Regions from separate parts of the Mus musculus genome. Here regions 1 and 2 are each linked to region 3. The links are chromatin contacts, called in public ChIA-PET and promoter capture Hi-C maps. All regions are on one chromosome and are shown on one strand. The core of a region is the stretch at or near the end of the contact, and the rest is flanking DNA. Distances in the headings are between cores, read along the strand shown. Region 1 holds the start of C3 (complement component 3). Region 2 holds the start of Tnfsf14 (tumor necrosis factor (ligand) superfamily, member 14). Region 3 holds the start of Rpl36 (ribosomal protein L36).

The links. Promoter capture Hi-C pulls out the DNA fragments that hold promoters and counts their contacts. ChIA-PET counts read pairs in DNA pulled down with a chosen protein or histone mark.
Region 1: a promoter capture Hi-C map of liver shows a contact between it and region 3, with 2.4 times the contacts expected there. The contact joins the promoter of C3 here to the promoter of Rpl36 in region 3. A contact is called at or near these places in 2 of 39 promoter capture datasets (both in liver), 1 of 115 datasets of contacts at active chromatin or transcription factors (pancreatic cancer cells) and 1 of 9 other capture datasets (liver).
Region 2: a contact with region 3 is called in an RNA polymerase II ChIA-PET map of memory CD8 T cells, with 10 read pairs. The contact joins the promoter of Tnfsf14 here to the promoter of Rpl36 in region 3. A contact is called at or near these places in 1 of 39 promoter capture datasets (liver) and 1 of 115 datasets of contacts at active chromatin or transcription factors (memory CD8 T cells).

The regions. Positions count from the first base shown.
Region 1 is chr17:57,226,596-57,229,523 of GRCm38.p6, forward strand. C3 (complement component 3) reads right to left here and starts at 1,541. Exons shown (of 41, transcript NM_009778.3): 1 at 1,361-1,541; 2 at 98-287. The coding sequence starts at 1,440.
Region 2 is chr17:57,192,788-57,196,069 of GRCm38.p6, forward strand. It overlaps Tnfsf14 (tumor necrosis factor (ligand) superfamily, member 14), which reads right to left and starts at 1,394. Exons shown (of 4, transcript NM_019418.3): 1 at 1,070-1,394; 2 at 116-152. The coding sequence starts at 1,282.
Region 3 is chr17:56,612,059-56,615,326 of GRCm38.p6, forward strand. Rpl36 (ribosomal protein L36) reads left to right here and starts at 1,337. Exons shown (of 4, transcript NM_018730.3): 1 at 1,337-1,390; 2 at 1,528-1,622; 3 at 1,849-1,983; 4 at 2,066-2,188. The coding sequence starts at 1,530. The coding sequence ends at 2,155. It overlaps Lonp1 (lon peptidase 1, mitochondrial), which reads right to left. Exons shown (of 18, transcript NM_028782.2): 15 at 3,192-3,268; 16 at 2,816-3,033; 17 at 2,578-2,742; 18 at 2,239-2,505. The coding sequence ends at 2,326.

The DNA.
Region 1 (2,928 bases), core at 291-2,790, 610 kb after region 3:
AGGGAGGAGCTCCGAGGAGGCTATAGGAGGCAGCCTGAGGGACCCAGGCCGGACCGGAAGGGGCTACGGCTGACTGTAGTTCCAGTTCCTTGCCCACCTTGATGGAGACGCTTCTCAGATGTCCACTGGCTCCTGTCAACACTGTCTTCTCACTGGTCAGCACTTGCCTCTTTAGGAAGTCTTGCACAGTGACTGTGACTGGGATGTCACCCTGAGCATCGTGGGCCTCCAGTACGATGGTCTCTTCGCTCTCCAGCCGTAGGACATTGGGAGTAATGATGGAATACCTGACCGTGGGGTGTGGGAGCAGATGTCACCTCAAGGCCTGAGACTTCAGCCCTCACTCTGGCTGGCCCAGTCCCTAGTTCTAGCGTGTTCTAGTTCTCAGTGCTGGAGCAGATGCCTGGATCCACGTCCTCCCCACACAAGAAGGTACCAAACCACAGCCCACTTTCCCTTAGCCACTAGAAGCTGTCTTTTCCTGGCTTCAGCACTGGGTACCAGCCATAAGGACTTTGCTTGTACTGAGAAAGTGCTCTCTCTACCACTAAGCTATACCTCAGCCTCTCCTCACTTTTCTGTTTGGAAACAGCATCTCACTAAGTTGTTCAGGCTAGCCCTGAACTCACTCTGTAGCCCAGGCTTGGCTGGAATGTGTACACTTCCTGCCTGGGCTTCCAGAGTGGACAGGATGACAGGTCCATGTAATCAGGCCCAATGCTGAGCTTGGCTTTTGACAGTCCACACAAGGGCTATAGACCCCAACAACCCTCCAGTCCTCACATCTTAAAACTTACCATTGCCTAAACCACAAGACATCACAGACACCATAAATCTATAGACCTTCTTCTTCATAAGTAGGCACACCAATGCTACAATACCTGAGTTCTATGAACATAAGACAACCCAAACACTCACATTCTCTCTCTTTCTCTCTGTTTGTATGTATGTATGTATGTATGTATGTATGTATGTATGTATGTATGTATGTATGTCACGTCACAGGAAGATGTCCGGTGTCCTGTTCTATGCCCCTCCCTCCCCACACCTTGAGTCAACATCTCTCTCTGAACCTGGCACTGGGCTGGCAGTCAGCAAGCCCCAGTATCTGGTCTCCAGCCCCACAGTGTGGGGTTACAGGCTCTGGAGGCCACTCCTGGCTTTTCTGTGGGTGCTGGGAGTTTGAGTTAAGGTCCTTATGTCCATGCAGCAAGACTTCATACCCACTGAGCCATCCTCCAGCCCCCAGCACAAATTCTTAACATCCCTGTCTCCCCCCAAGTGGGTGACTCCTAGGTGACTCACCTAGGTGACTCCTAAATTGTATAAGAAACTGCACCCCCAAAAGGTAACTACTTACATGGGGATCCCCAGAGCTAATGGGGAGCTGGCCAACAGCAGCAGTAGCACTAGTAGCTGGGACCCTGAAGCTGGTCCCATAGTGAAGGAAAAAGGTGGAAGGAATGAAGGGGTAAGGGGCAGGGGTGGGCAGAGGCGAGCTGGGGCTGTAGCCGCTGGCTCTTTATATGGCTCTCCTCTCTGGTCCCTCCCTGTTCCTGCACCAGGGACTGCCCAAAATTTCGCAACATAGTTTCCTAAGCTTTTTCACAAACCTGGGGCAACAAGCCTTGGGGTGAGTAACCCTAGGCACATTTCCATTACCCTGGAGCTTGAAAGTACCTGCTTGGCTCAGGCTTTTCTTGGGGTCAAGGCCAGATGCTGAACCTGGGCTGGTCCCTGTTGTACTTGGTTACACCAGAGACCATTGAAGTCTAGAGTGACCTCCTCCCACACTTAGCTGGGTCCCAGTAACCCAGCACTTCTGGATGGCTGGTTCTCCCTACCCCCAAGGTCTTGCTAAATCAGTGGGTCGAGACACATTTGGCATTGCATTATATATCCTGCGTATCAGTATTTACCTTACAATTCAGAACAGTAGCAAAATTAGAGTTGTGAAGTAGCAATGAAATAATTTTATGATTGGAGGTCAGCACAACATGGAAGGGTGGCAGGTTCAGGAAGGTGGAGACCACTGTGCTAAACAGTTCTGAACTCCTACCTCTACCTCCTCAGTTGCTGGGCATTACCCAAGCCCTACTTATGCATTTATAATCCAAGTCTTTCCTATGAGGAGGATAAGGGGTGAGGGCATGTCCCAGCCCAGAGTCCCAGCTCTGTGGAGCATTTTCTGAAGTGGGAAAGAATTCTGGTTTTTTGAGGATCTGGGACGGTTTCTTGGCAGTGGGACAGTTAAGCTTTGGTTTTGAAGGCTGCCTAGAAGTTCGCCCTCCGGGGGGCATGCTTGCTTTCTAGGGAAAAGAATGAGGTGGACCTTACCTACCCTGTCACTCAGGGTGGCTGAATGACTCTGGTGGGCTTTGAGAGTCATGGAGGAAAAGCCTGCTCTTGTCTCTGCCTCTAGGACTTGTCCTGCCCCTATATTATCTCTTTCAGTTGTGTTGGTTTTGTGGTTGTAGGCAGATAATGATTCACAATGCTTAGTTGGTTTTTTTTGTTTGTTTGGTTGGTTGGTTTTTGGTTTTTTAAGACAAAAGTACAAATAGTGGCTTTAGAATACAGCTCAGTGGGAAAGTGCTTCCATACTCAGTAGCATAGGATTGATTCTGGTGGCATACATCTGTAATCCCAGCACGAGATGCTGGAGGCAAGAGGATCAGGAGTTCAAAGTCAACCTTGCTATGTAGCAAGTTAGAGGCCAGCTTGGGCTACATGACACCATTTCTTTTCTTTTTAAAATATTTATATGTATGTGTTGGAGTGTTTTGCCTGTATGTATGTATGTATGTATGTATGTATGTATGTATGTATGTATGTATGTATGTATATATGTATGTATGTATGTATGTATGTATGTATGTATGTATGTATGTATGTATATATGTGCATCATGTGTATGCCTGATGCCTA
Region 2 (3,282 bases), core at 144-2,643, 580 kb after region 3:
AGGGGCACCTGCGAGGCCTACAATGTGACACTGGGTGATGACCCAGAGTTGGTGTGGGGAGGTGCTGAGCGGAAACCATTCCACCTGCTTCAAAGGGACTGGGGCCCAAACTCACCTTGTATCAGCTTCTCCCAGGAGCCTTTGCCTCCATCCTGAAATGCAGACAGGGATGTTTGGTAAGGACATGCCGCTCCGAGTCTCACTGGTATGTGGTGATGAGACTGTCTGGCCATGGCCACAGACACCACCCATGGACATGTATGCAGAGCCACACATGCACATATCACATACATACACACAGATGCAGGGGGAGGGGCACACACCTAATTAGATCTGTTGTATTTCCAAGATAGGCTCTCATGTAGCCCAGTCTGGCCTCAGACTTGCTAAATAGCCTAGGATGACCTTGAACTCCCTCAGTCTTCTGCCTCCCCTGCCCAAGTGCTGGGATGAGGAATTAACTAGTCAAGTCGAGTGTCTGAAATGCTTGAGACTAGAATTGTTTCGGAACTGTTTTCGAGGTTTTTGGATAGTTGAGGGCCGGTGAGAGGGCTCAGGCGGTAAAAGTGCTTGCTGCCAAGCCTGGCTACCTGAGTTCAGTCCCTAGGACCCTCCACAAAGGAAGGCACAGAGAAGTGATTCCATAGAGGTGTTCCACATACATGCTGCGGCACATGCATACTTTTTCATGTCTACACACTAAATAAGTAAATGTAATTAAAAAAAAAAACTTAAAAAGAAAATATAGGCAAAGACTCGGGAGCATACTGTGACACACCCATGGCTTGTCTGAAAGGAACAGTGAGCAAGCACATGAGAGAGCTGCGAGTGAAGCAGGGTGACCATGAAGCCAGTGGTGGACAAAGGTTTGGGCTGGAAACAACAACCGAGTAGGTGAATCCCAAGGAAACTGCCGGGCACTGCACGTGTATCAGATCCTCATGTAAAGATGAGAAGACTGAGGGTCAGAGAGACAGGCTAACCGAAGCCCTGGGTTCTAGCACACAATACACAACCATAAAGGGACAGGTACTGGAGAAGACTCGCTGGTTCCCCAAGCCCCACTTACTGGCAGATGAGCTACTATGTCTCCAAGACGTTGATGCAGTCTCAGGAGAAACCAGCCCTGAGTGGCCAGCCCAGCACCTAGCAGCAGCACCAGGGCCAGGCTGACCTGGACAGTGCCACAGCGCCGTCTCCGGTGGTTCTGTTCCAGCCGCCTGAATGGGATGTCCGTCTGTCCATCCACCACAAACACTGAAGGCTGTACCACACTCTCCATGCCAGAGCAGCTGAGGCTCCGAAGCCCAGGGAAAGGGTTGGCAAGCCTGAGTTCCTCCTCTCCGGAGGAAACCACAATTGCCCAACACGCTCGGGCTGTGCAAACTGCAAAAGGTTCCTGTCACCCCTAGGACTCACTTTAAAGCTGAAGTCTGGTGCCTCCCCTTTCCTCACGTACCTCCTCTTCTTCCTGTGCCCCCAGAAGGCCCAGCCCCCGGTCGATCACTCTCACTGAGGCCACCATAGCTCACACTTTCCAGAAAATGTGACTCAGGTGGGATGGATGGGGCAGCCCCTGCTCCGATGTACTTGGTGGCTTTTGTTTCCCTCAGAGGAGCTTCTGTGGGTTCCATGCAAGCATCTTGCACCGCACCTGCATTTGCACGCGCTGACAAGCAGAGGCCTCTGTGTTTGCTTTAGTCTGTGCATATGGGTGCAGGTGCTTGTACAGATGCACGGTTCGTGGATGTGTGCACACAGGTGTAGATGTTCTGATATGTGTCTGCAAGTGCTGGAACAAGCACACAGGCATTTCCTGATGTGTGTGCAGGTCCATATATGGACACACACACACACACACACTACAGTGTCTATCATCTATTAGCACATGCACACATGAACCTCAGATGTGTTCATATGTGTGTCCACTGGAGACGGTGCTGGGGTAGATTTTCAGATACCACCTTGTCCCCAAATCTTCAGCTTGGACCTTACCCCCATCAGACACCCTCCCAGATACTGAGGACTTGGGGGTTCAGTTAGAAGACTCACCAGCGCCCCTTCTCAATGTCAATGGCCCCCATGCTGTAGTGTTTGTCTTGACACAGGGCTGGCAATGCTGTGACCACAGAACCCCAGTGCTCTGCCACGCTGCTGATTCATGGCTTCTCTAACCAGGGTTCCAGGGGAAGTACTGCTGAGACTCCTGTCCCCCTGCAGGACCCACCCATCCACCTGCCTCAGCAACAGAGCCCTTCAGAGGAAGCCCAGGTCTGTGAGGTGCTGAAGGGATGTGTGCTGTTGACATGAGCTTGTCAACAACTCCAGAGCCTCAGACCCAGAGGGAAACATAGCCTTCTCTTCTGGTCCACGCATGGATGTGCATGTCGCCAGTGTGTGTAGAATGTGTTCACCATCCTCCCCCTTGAGTGCTGACGCATGAACATAGCTCCCTTCCAGGGACAGTTCTTATGGAGACTAACTCAACCTGCCTTCCCCATCCCATTGTGCATATAAACCCTGCCTCCTTGCTTAACTGTATGTAATAAGTTGCCTTTTTCAGTGGTAGGCAATAACCCCACTTCTCCACTCGACTCTATATAATAACGTGCTAAGAGAACTCGTGTGCAGAAGGCCCAGATCACATGACCCCAGGATTCCTGGATGTCTGTGTTTGTCGTTTCTTCATCTCTTTGCTGTTGCCCAACTCAGGTCCATTCCTGGAACTGTGCAAATTACTCAGCAGCCCGGAGTATCTGATACTCCATAGAGGATCTGCCTGGAAGCGTTCTCTAGTCTCTCATGGTCTGTGCTGGCCAGTGTCAATTTGACACAAGCTACATTCATTTTGGAAGAGGAAACTTCAATGGAGAAAACACCCCCAACAGATTGGCTTGTGGGAGGCCGTGCTCACTGTAGACTGGGCCTTCCCTGCACTGGCATTCCTGAGTTCTATAAGAAAGCAGGCTGAACAAGTCATAGGACACAAGCCAGTAAGCAGTGTTCTTCCATAGTCTCTGCATCAGCTCCTGTCTCCAGGTTCCTGTCCTGACCTCCCTCAGTGGATGGGGTGTGACCTGAAAGTGTAAGCTGAGGTTGCTTTTGATCATGCTGTTTTATGACAGCAATAGAAATCCTAGCCAAGACACAAATTGGAATCAGGTGTGGGTTAGGAATAGGAAAGACCTGACTATGGTATTGAGAAGATTGTACGGCCTCTCAACTTTGGACTGGAGAAACTGTTCCATGCAGAGCTCAGTGGGCTGTTCTGTGGGAGCTTGG
Region 3 (3,268 bases), core at 87-2,586:
CGCCCCGGCTCCTGCTCAAGTTTCCTCTCCCTCCTGTGTTCTAGGACCTATTCCTACCTTCTTTGGACTCTTCTCAGGCCTGATCATCAGCACAGCCACCCTAGGGTACCAGAGTGGACCCTCTTGGCACGCAGGCTGAGGATCCCCACGAGGGCCTTAGCTCCATCCCAGGGTGATGCTACCCACAGGCCCCGCCTATCTGGGTTGGCCCCTCCCACTCTTATCCAAGTACTTGTGCTGCTGACGAGTTTTGCCCTCTGCTCCCTCCAGAGTACTGCATCCTGGTACATCCATGCCCTGCTTCGTAATGAGAGTTGGATTCTCTTATGTTCTCTACTGTTGGAATTCCTCAGGCTGACAGAGCGTGGAGTGTGGGAAGCTGAGGCAGGAGAGGAGGAGGCTCAAGTACAGCTCAGCTGCTGGAGCACTTGGGTGTTACACGCCTGTCATTATCAGGACAGCCTGGGCTGCACGAGACCATAGCTCACAGAAAAAAAGTGAGGAAGGAGAGGAGTGAGGGGGCACAGCCTGTGATTCTAGATAATTTGCAGCCCTCTCTACCCCAAGGCCTCCAGGGGACGCGAAACTCCTTCAACGAAACAGTTCATAAGGATCAGTCTATTGATCCGGACAGATTTGTTGTGACTGTTGTGACAGATCTATTGATCTGTTGGATCCGGAACCCTCCATGACGAAGGCAAACGGAGTTCTGTAAACTGACTTCTGACCTCTGCAAGTTTGTAGTGGCACATGCTCTCTCTCTTTCGAGACAGGGTTTCTCTGTGTAGCCCTGGCTGTCCTGGAACTCACTCTGTAGACCAGGCTGGCCTCGAACTCAGAAATTCGCCTGCCTCTGCCTCCCAAGTGCTGGATTAAAGGTGTGCGCCACCACGCCCGACACAAACAAAAAATTTTAAAAGCACTCTTTAAAGTCATTTTTAAAAAGATTTGTTTATTTAATTAGTTATTATGTATACAGCGGTCTCCCTGCATGTGTACCATCAGGCAAAATGAGGGCACCAGATCTCATTATAGATGGTTATTAGCCACCATGTGGTTAACTGAGAATTGAAATCAGGACCTCTGGAAGAGCAGACAGGGCTCTTAACCTCTGAGACATCTCTACAGAGCCCATTCCCCTCAAAAGCACTTTTATTGTCAGAGATTAAATTACTTCAACAGCTAACAACAGTGTGAGGCAGCATTCCAACTCCTAACCTAAGGGATGATTCCCAAGCCGAGGTCTCACGGGTGCCGTAGAACCTCCGGCCACCAGAGGTCGCCCGCAGCGCGCCTGTCTCTCTAGCCGGAAAGGCCTGCAAGTGGCATATATCCCAGGATTCTGCGCGGTGCCGTTCTTCCTGTCCCGGCCGCCATCGGAGAGCATCAGGTAAGTGGGCCTCGTCGGGGCTCATCTGCCCCCATCGGGCATCCCGGCCCCATGGGGAGTCCCTGCGGGCCGGCATGCGGGCGGGCGCGGGCCGAGGTACCGTGTCTCAGCCGCTGTCTTGTCCCCGCTGCCCACAGCCATGGCTCTGCGCTACCCCATGGCCGTGGGCCTCAACAAGGGCCACAAGGTGACGAAAAACGTCAGTAAGCCGAGACACAGCCGGCGACGCGGGGTGAGTGCTGGGGACGCGACCGCCTCGTCAGAGATGGGGACGGGGGTGAAGAAGTGAATATCGACACCTGCGTAGATTCTGTGTCGTTGGAATGGGAAGGTCTGAGTGGTTCGTGGGCCCGGTCGTTGATTGGGCGTCTGAGACTGGGAGTCGGTCGGTGGGCTGTTGCGTTCGGCCCCCTGTAAGGCCCATTTTGGGGTTCGTGACCTCGGGGCTGTGCTCGCAGCGCCTCACCAAACACACCAAGTTCGTGCGGGACATGATCCGGGAGGTGTGCGGCTTCGCACCCTACGAGCGGCGAGCCATGGAGTTGCTCAAAGTGTCCAAGGACAAGCGCGCACTCAAGTTCATCAAGAAGAGGGTAGGCAGCGTGCTGCACCGAGCACGGGTGGGGGTGTGGCTGGCTGCAGTGGCCCTGGGTGACATGCGACTACTCCTCGCAGGTGGGCACGCACATCCGCGCCAAGAGAAAGCGGGAGGAGCTGAGCAACGTGCTGGCAGCCATGAGGAAGGCGGCGGCCAAGAAGGATTGATGAACCCTCCCCCAATAAAAGATGGTTCCTACAGTTTTGTGTATGTGTGAGCTCACGGCGACACTGAGACTCAGGCTTAGGGCTTTTGGAAAGGTTTTCTTTATTCATGATTCTACAGCTGTGCTCGTGGCTCCGCCACACCATGATTTATTTAGTCCCAGGCCCCTGTGTCATCTCTCCACGGCCAGTGCCTCCCTGTGCTCTCGCCGGGGGAAGGCAATGGGGAATATGTCCCGATAGTGTTCCACGAAGTGAACTTCAAGGCCCTCTGTGATAAAAGGAGCTAAATCCGAGTAGTCCTTTCTGTTCTCAGCAGGCAGAATGATGCAGGTCACACCTGCACGCTTAGCCTGTGGAAAGATGTGTCAGCTGGGTGCTCTTCCACCCTGAGGTGGTCAGGGGTACAGGCGGCAGACACTCACCGCAATGGTCTTCTCCTTGATGCCACCCACAGGCAACACCTTGCCAGTGAGGGAGACCTCCCCAGTCATAGCCAGGTTCTGCAACACTGGCTGGCCCAGAGCCAGGGACAGCAGTGCAGTGACAATAGTACAGCCTGCGCTGGGACCATCCTTGGGGGTAGCACCCTGTGGGGAGAGGCAGTGGTGAGTTGCTGCGCTGATGGGTGCTATGGGGGGGGGGGGTGAATGATGGGCCTACCTCAGGCACATGCAGGTGGATGTGTGAGGTGACTAGGAAGTCATTTTCAGGGTCCTGCTCCATCAGGAAGGCACGAGCATAGGTGTAGGCTATGCGGGCACTCTCTTTCATCACATCTCCCAGCTGACCTGTCACCTCTAGGCTGCCATCCTTGTCCTCCTTGCTGCCACTAGGCTGGGGCCGCCTCAAAGATGTCTCCACAAACAATGTAGAGCCCCCTGGAAGGTGGAAAAGGCTAAATTTGTTCCTTACACTCCAATTCTGCACTTGAAGACTCCATAGCACTGGTAGCCTGCATTATCTATCCAGGCCCCGTCTTTATTTACATTTGTAGCAGCCAGCTGGCCAGGCAGAAAGATGTGGGTGCTATGCTCACCCATGGCAGTCCAGGCCAAACCCATGACCACGCCAGGAGGTGTGACTTCGTACATGCGCTCCACTGTGAACACAGGC